Linked DNA regions of Mus musculus: region 2 is linked to region 1. The links are chromatin contacts, called in public promoter capture Hi-C maps. All regions are on one chromosome and are shown on one strand. Each heading gives the region's core, a stretch centred on a gene start, on an enhancer-like site or on the middle of the called end of the contact. The rest is flanking DNA. Distances are from core to core; before and after follow the strand shown. Region 1 overlaps Atp2a2 (ATPase, Ca++ transporting, cardiac muscle, slow twitch 2). Region 2 holds the start of Ift81 (intraflagellar transport 81).

Region 1 (3,478 bases), core at 909-3,408:
GAGTGTTCATTCTTTAACACTTTGTTCTGTTCCTGTGGTCAATCTCTCAAATTCCATAATACAGGCCAGACATAGAAACACATGGAAGCAGAATGCTGCTACACTACAGGTTTCAGGACTGTAGCTAGGAAAACCTTGTTTGAACCAAGGGCAAGCAGAAAGAGAAAATGACAAACTCACAGTTGTAGCAAGAGTGAGCTGCCAGGACACTCGGGTAGGGGTAAGCTGTTTGAGCTCATGTGGCTCTCTCACTTTAGACCAACCTGACTTTCGTCGGCTGTGTGGGCATGCTGGATCCTCCCAGGATTGAAGTAGCCTCTTCTGTGAAGCTGTGCCGGCAAGCAGGCATCCGGGTCATCATGATCACTGGAGACAACAAAGGCACCGCTGTGGCCATCTGTCGCCGCATTGGCATCTTTGGGCAGGATGAGGATGTGACATCAAAGGCTTTTACAGGGCGAGAGTTTGATGAATTAAGCCCTTCAGCCCAGAGAGATGCCTGCTTAAATGCCCGCTGTTTTGCTCGAGTTGAACCTTCCCACAAGTCTAAGATTGTTGAGTTCCTTCAGTCCTTTGATGAGATCACAGCTATGGTAAGATTTTAGCTAGACTTACACGACACAACAGTGTACGTGTGCCTATAATCCTGGCACTTAGACTGAGGCAAGCCTGTGCTACCTAGTGAGATCTTGTGCCTAAAAACAAAACCAAATGAAAAAGGCATGTTCTTAACCTGTAAGCAATACTTAGTGTGATTATGTGTCTGAGGTGTGTAAATGACCTTAAATTATGTGGCCCCACCACAAATGGCTCTCAGGTTTTGAGTGTTGGTATAAGGCAATATAAGCAGATGTCCAGTCTCCTTAGTTCTACCTTTCTGTGATATGACTCTTTAAGCTTGCATGGCTGTTTTTGTATTTTCTTGGTAAAGTATTTGACACAGCTACTGCTCTGTCCCGTTTCCTCCTGCATCAGTGCCTCTGCCTAGAGCTGTGCCACATGGGTGGTATCTGAATCAACTGCACCTTCCCTTTCAGACTGGTGATGGTGTGAATGATGCTCCTGCTCTGAAGAAATCTGAAATCGGGATTGCCATGGGCTCAGGGACTGCAGTGGCTAAGACTGCTTCTGAGATGGTCCTGGCAGATGACAACTTCTCCACCATTGTGGCTGCTGTTGAGGAGGGGCGAGCCATCTACAACAACATGAAGCAGTTCATCCGCTACCTCATCTCATCCAACGTGGGGGAAGTGGTCTGGTGGGTGTCTGACTGGAACTAAACAGTATCTTTCAAGGCTGGGGCCAGGGTGTTGAGCTTTCTCAGATTGCTGCTTCTGTTAGGACAAATTTGGTTGTTGGCTTGAGAGGAGAGAAATCTCATGGGACTTGTCTGCAGCTGACCAGTGGTGCAGAAAATATTCTTAAAATGGTAGTTTAAAATCATAAAAGTCTTGGTCCTCTAATAAAGTTTCATATGAACTTAGATTAGATGTTGTCTGATGCTCCTGGCTTGGGGAGATAAGCTATTTCCATAGTTCCAAAACTCACTGAGTTTTTTCTCTTCTTCCCTTGGATGGAAACAGTATCTTCCTGACGGCAGCCCTTGGGTTTCCTGAGGCTTTAATTCCTGTCCAGTTACTCTGGGTCAATCTGGTGACAGATGGTCTGCCTGCCACTGCGCTGGGGTTCAATCCTCCAGACCTGGACATCATGAACAAACCCCCCCGGAACCCAAAAGAACCACTGATCAGCGGGTGGCTCTTTTTCCGTTACCTGGCTATTGGCTGTAAGTACAGTTGTTGTTTGTGTGGAAGGATGCTGTGTGCAGTGCAGGTCACCCACTGAAAGCCTCTGTTGAACAAGCATCCTGTCCTTCCTTGGGTTATAGAGAAGCAACAGTTAGACATCAGGCTTTTTATATTTTCCCCTTGCTCAGAGTGATGCAAATACCAAGGCATGCCAGAGCCCTTCCCTGTTGCGAGCGCCAGGCTGAGACTTGAATGGGTTATTACCAACTAGGGGACAAGAAGAGTCCACTAGCAGAGGCTAATGCCGTTCTTTGTCATAGTTCAGTTTAAAGAGCATACAATCTAGAGTGGCTGCCAGTTCCTCTGGCCTTCACAGTATCTCGTGGACCAGCTGCCCTTTGGGCAAATAAAAATTTCCATTCCCTGTCTTTTAAACTAGTGCCCTCGTGCACCACTGTAATTCCAGGTTAGCTGTGTGCTCTGCTGTTGGTTAGGTGATTGACCGTGGATAAACCAGTCTCAGCTTTGCAAATTTCCTGAAATTGATGAGGAATGGCCTCTGCCTTAGACCTAACTCTGGTGCTGAGGGGTGGGGGCCAGCATTGTAATGGCAGTTCTTTGAAAGGGTTCTGCTTGGCCATACCTGGAACAGTGCAGTTACCTAGTGTCCAACAAGGTCACCTCCGTTTGCCTATAGACTGGTGTGACTTGGTTTCCTCAGTTCCTTGTGTGTTCTGTCTGCTGGGATGGATGGGCCTGACCTCCACCTGTTGTCTGAAGCCTATACTTGCTCTTTAGCTCTGTGGCACCTAGTGCAGGGCGTGGGCTGGGGTCAGCAGGAACATTTCCTCACAAACTCTAGAGACATTGCCTATTTCCTTTTTAGACCAGAAACGCCCTGTCTGTAGTCAGCTGCTCTGGCCAGTGTGGTAACCTGCAGCTTTGTTTCTAGGTTATGTTGGCGCTGCCACCGTGGGTGCTGCTGCATGGTGGTTCATCGCTGCTGACGGCGGTCCAAGAGTCTCCTTCTACCAGCTGGTATTTAGCCACTTTTTTTTAAAGCCCTGTGTAGTAGAGTGAATTCTTGTAACCTTTGGTCTTTTTCTGTGGTTTGGGGTCAGATAGTTGCCTCAGGTAGCTCTAAGACCCAGGGCTTCTGCCGAGCTGTATTCCGTATTGGTGTTGGGCCTTGAACTCAGTGTGGAATTGGCATCTACATTTGGGAAGTACTCCCGGCTGATGGAATGTTTGGACTTTGTTGCAGAGTCATTTCCTACAGTGTAAGGAGGACAACCCAGACTTCGATGGAGTGGATTGTGCAATCTTTGAGTCCCCATATCCAATGACAATGGCACTTTCTGTTCTAGTAACCATAGAGATGTGTAATGCCCTCAACAGGTTAGTGGATCTTGTAGGCTATGGTCCTAGGGTTTATGAGAAAATCATGGCTGATAGCTCTTCCCTCACAAAAAATGACATAGTTTTAAGCTATTGTTCCCCAGGAAACAGTGGGGGTTGTCCCCATCATGGGTTCCTGATGCGGCAGGGTGTATGAATGGGACCAGCAATCCAGACTATGCCTGTACCCTAGAGAGTGGAGCACAAGAAGTTCCATCTAACCAAGCCACTGATGGACACAAGTTTCCAAATGGCTCTACCTTGGGTCATCACCAGCAGCTTTGAGCCTGCTGAGATGGGCCTGCTGCACCAAAGCCTCCAGCTCCCCGCAC
Region 2 (3,528 bases), core at 375-2,874, 160 kb before region 1:
AAGTCAAGATGACAGTGAACTCTTAGATTAAGTCATACAGGAGTGATATGAACTTCCCAATGACACAGCATCTAAGCACCTGTTTTAGTTTGCTTTCTATTTCCGTAATAAACTACCATGACCAAAAACAACTTGGGGAGGAAATGATTTACTTAGTTTACAGATCATAGTCCGTCATCAGGAAAGAAAAGGCAGGAGCTTGAAGCAGGAACCACAAAGGAATACTTCTTACTGGCCTGCTTCTCCTGAGATTCTCAGCTACCTTTCTTACATCGGCCAGGCCCACATGCCCAGGGGTGGCCTTGCTCACAACGGGCCCGGCCCTCCTACACACAATAAATTAATGATGTAATAAAATAAAAAGCAAGGTCGGAGGTGTAACTCAGTGGTAGAGTTCTTTCCTAGCACAGGCTATAGGAGAACAGGATGAGGAGGTGGAGGAAGAGGGGGTGGAGCGGGAGGTGAGGTAGAAGTGACAAGCTTTCAGAACCGCTGTTAGAGCCTGTTAGAAATCTATTCAAAATCTCAAACACAGTTCAGTTAGAAGGTACCATTAGGAGCTTACATACCAGACTTGACCAGGCGTCTCTGGGGGGAAAAGAAAAGCTACCCACAGTTTGTTTCAGACAGAATAAGCAAGGTCTCTATGCTGTAAAACTGTTGCTAGGAATGTCTTCTTAGACTCCTCAGTGAATCCCACCAAGGAATCACAGGGTGAAGTCAGTTCCTCCTTTCGTCTGTAGCAGGTGGGGACACCACAATCTGTCTCTGTGGAACCTGTCTCTAGGTTTGTGTGCCAAGCGCCTTTACCAGTTGAGCTACCTCAACAGGTCATTTGGATTCTTTTTACTGGTCTTTAAACAGCGCTCTGTCTAATGGAGACATGACAGTATGATTCCTTCAGCCATCCCTGTCCCCCAGTAAACGTCACACATACTCTGTCATCACTGAGACATCTTGGTACATTTCTCTCCGTCCTGGGCTGTTTAACTATATTGCCTCTCTTTCCCCATCATCTCTGTGAGGACAGAACCAACCCTATTGGGTCTTGTTCTCTATTGCATTTCCAGCAGTCAGCAGTATGGAATGCCTAATTTATCATTTGTTAGCTTGAGGTTGTGGCAAGTCTGGTATTACATTTACTGTTTCTCCAAGGATGTCTGAGCATCTAACCTAGTTTTCAGAGTAGGCCTCCATTTGTCCCGGTCTGTCTCTCCTCTCCATGTCTGGGTCTCTCAATCCATAGTTTATAATTGTTCCATGCATGATTTAACCTGGAGATTCTTTCGTCGAAAACCTAAATTCGGAAACCACGCCCAATGCTTTCTGACCCCAAACCCTATCCAGTCCTGCTTCAAACAAGTCGCCCCAAGTTTGGTAAATAAATGAATGAATGAATGAAACAGCACACGCAAACAGCACAGGTTAAGCCCTTTGTCAAGGTGAGAACGGTAGACGGTTCGCAAAGGTTATTATCAGCAGGAGTCTAAGTGGGAATAACAGCCAGAGTCACCCTAGGCTTTCTGCAGAGGTTCGGAACCCCAGGTACCAGGGCCAAGCTTTCCAGCCCGAGGCTCCGCCCTCCGGTGTGCGCGCGCCCCCCTCCTCCCCGAGCCAGAGGAAGTGACGTCACCGCATGGCAACCGTTGCCAAGGAGCGGTCTCTAAGAACCCGCAAGCGCCCCAGTGCCTCCCGAGGGTGGGGAGGTGGTTTCGTGAGGAGGATTTGAGGTAACCCCCGCCAACTCGCGGTCGGGAACTCCGCGAACCCCCGAATCCCGTCAAGCTGCGCCCGCTCCCGGCCGGTGGCGGCAGCAGGGCCTGTCGGGGGGCGGGGGGTCGGCCGCGCGGGTCCCCCTCGGTCTCCGGGCGTCGCAGGAGGCCGTAGGCCTGCGCGCGCTGCCCCGGCTGGGCCGGATACCACGCGCGTCCTGGTTTTAATTCTTGCCCCGGCTCCCCCTGGGTGCTGCAGTGGGTGAGTGCTGGTGAATTAGCTCGGCCGGTTGCGCTGGAAGAGGGAGAGTAATTGCTTTTGCTAATTTTAGCGCGCAGCGCCCGGCGGGCAGCGACAGCCCTACCTGGTTCAAGAGCATCTCTGTCCTCTGAAAGCTGGTGGGGCAACGCAGCTCATTTCTTTTCTTAAAAAAGTTTGGAAACTTGGCGTGTATTAGTTGCGCATAATGGGTACCACTGTATTCACACATGCATACATATAGTGTATTCCATCACCCCATCCCCGTTTCTCGCTCTTCGCTTTCCTGCTCCCACGGAATCCATTTCCTAACCCTTCTCCCTTCGACTTTTTTGCCCCCACCTCACTCCCCTTTTCTTTTGGAGGTCCAATGAGTTTAATTATGGTTCCCCACCCTTAGCAACCATTAAGTTGCCTGTAATAATCGTGAGCCCCTCCCCTTTTCTTCTCTTGGCAACATTTTCTTGCTTATCCAGATATTTGGTTTGATTTTGTGTTTCTCAGAGAAGAAAAAGCCGTATGGACAACTTCTAAATTAGTTTAAATATATGTGGATATAAGGATGTGTATTATATTTTTACAGTTGAAAACTTGAGCCTCCCAAGTTTTTAAAAAGTAAAGATATTCTCTGTAATTTATTTATTTCTGGCTTGTTTTTTGAGACAATGCTTCTCTGTAGAGTCCTGGCTGGCCAGGAACTCACTCTGTAGACCAGGCTGGCCTCAAACTCAGAAATCCTCCTGCCTCTGCCTCCTAGCACTGAGATTAAAATTGCACACTACTATCCCTGAGATAGTCTTTATATATAAACTTAAAAAGAAACCTTAAATTTAGCAACCATACTGGTTGTGCCATCCTTTCTTATCTTTTAGAACAACTTTATTTCCTTCCTTCTAGCTTCCTTCCTCCTTTCCTTCCTTCCTTTCTTCCAAATGTCTTCTAAATGTAAGCTTCACCCACCCAATTAAAGAACCCATTTCATGCCAGACTTGGTGGCTCTTGATTTTAATTCCAGCACTCAGGAGAGAGAAGCTTGGTCTACACCGTGAGTTCCAGGCCAGCTAAGGCTACACAGCAAAACCTGTTTTAAAAGGAGAGAAAGAGAGAGAGAGAGAGAGAGAGAGAGCGCGCGAGCATGTGTGTTGGGGGGGGTGGAGTAAGATGCTCAGGGCTTACTTTATGTCTTGAGTGAAACAGTATCTGTCTCATAGTTTTAACTAAGAAAGCATTGAGATGACTTTGTCGTCTTGTCCACCTCACCTTTTCTAGTTTAAGAGGGTCTTATAGTGCAGCCCAGGTTGGCCTTAAACTTTGCCTCCTTCTTTCTCAGCCGCCTCACTTCTGGGCTTACAGTGTGGGGCAGTGCTCAGGAATAGCAGTTCAGTTTTGTTGCTGTGATTTTGACAAGGTCTCAAGGCGCCCAAGCGGCTTTGACCTCACACTAAGTAGCCAAGCAAGGGCCACCTTGAACTTGTGATCTTCCTGCTTCCACCTCCTGAGTGCTGACGTTACAGGCCTGCTCACGGACCTCCAGTTAATTCAGTGCTGGGAATCAAA

What was found. Promoter capture Hi-C pulls out the DNA fragments that hold promoters and counts their contacts.
Region 2: a contact with region 1 is called in a promoter capture Hi-C map of liver. The contact joins the promoter of Ift81 here to the enhancer-like site in region 1. A contact is called at or near these places in 5 of 39 promoter capture datasets (the C10 cell line, the HPC-7 cell line, cranial neural crest and 2 more), 3 of 15 datasets of contacts at CTCF or cohesin (the NIH/3T3 cell line, large pre-B cells and pro-B cells), 42 of 484 Hi-C or Micro-C datasets (the AML12 cell line, B cells, the Ba/F3 cell line and 27 more), 22 of 115 datasets of contacts at active chromatin or transcription factors (the HPC-7 cell line, a beta-TC-6 cell line, bone marrow-derived dendritic cells and 10 more) and 5 of 9 other capture datasets (adipose tissue, embryonic stem cells, liver and 2 more).

The regions. Positions count from the first base shown.
Region 1 is chr5:122,457,756-122,461,233 of GRCm38.p6, reverse strand. It overlaps Atp2a2 (ATPase, Ca++ transporting, cardiac muscle, slow twitch 2), which reads left to right. Exons shown (of 20, transcript NM_001110140.3): 14 at 258-593; 15 at 1,038-1,258; 16 at 1,584-1,786; 17 at 2,701-2,786; 18 at 3,013-3,146. Among named protein-coding and RNA genes, the nearest start is that of Anapc7, 37 kb to the right of the region's middle. Within about 2 kb of position 2,158, at least 14 of the 459 cell types and tissues checked have an H3K27ac peak or open chromatin away from gene starts, as enhancers often do. A contact at or near this core is called in cortical glia, hepatocytes and liver, where this site is marked.
Region 2 is chr5:122,612,640-122,616,167 of GRCm38.p6, reverse strand. Ift81 (intraflagellar transport 81) reads left to right here and starts at 1,624. Exons shown (of 19, transcript NM_009879.4): 1 at 1,624-1,730.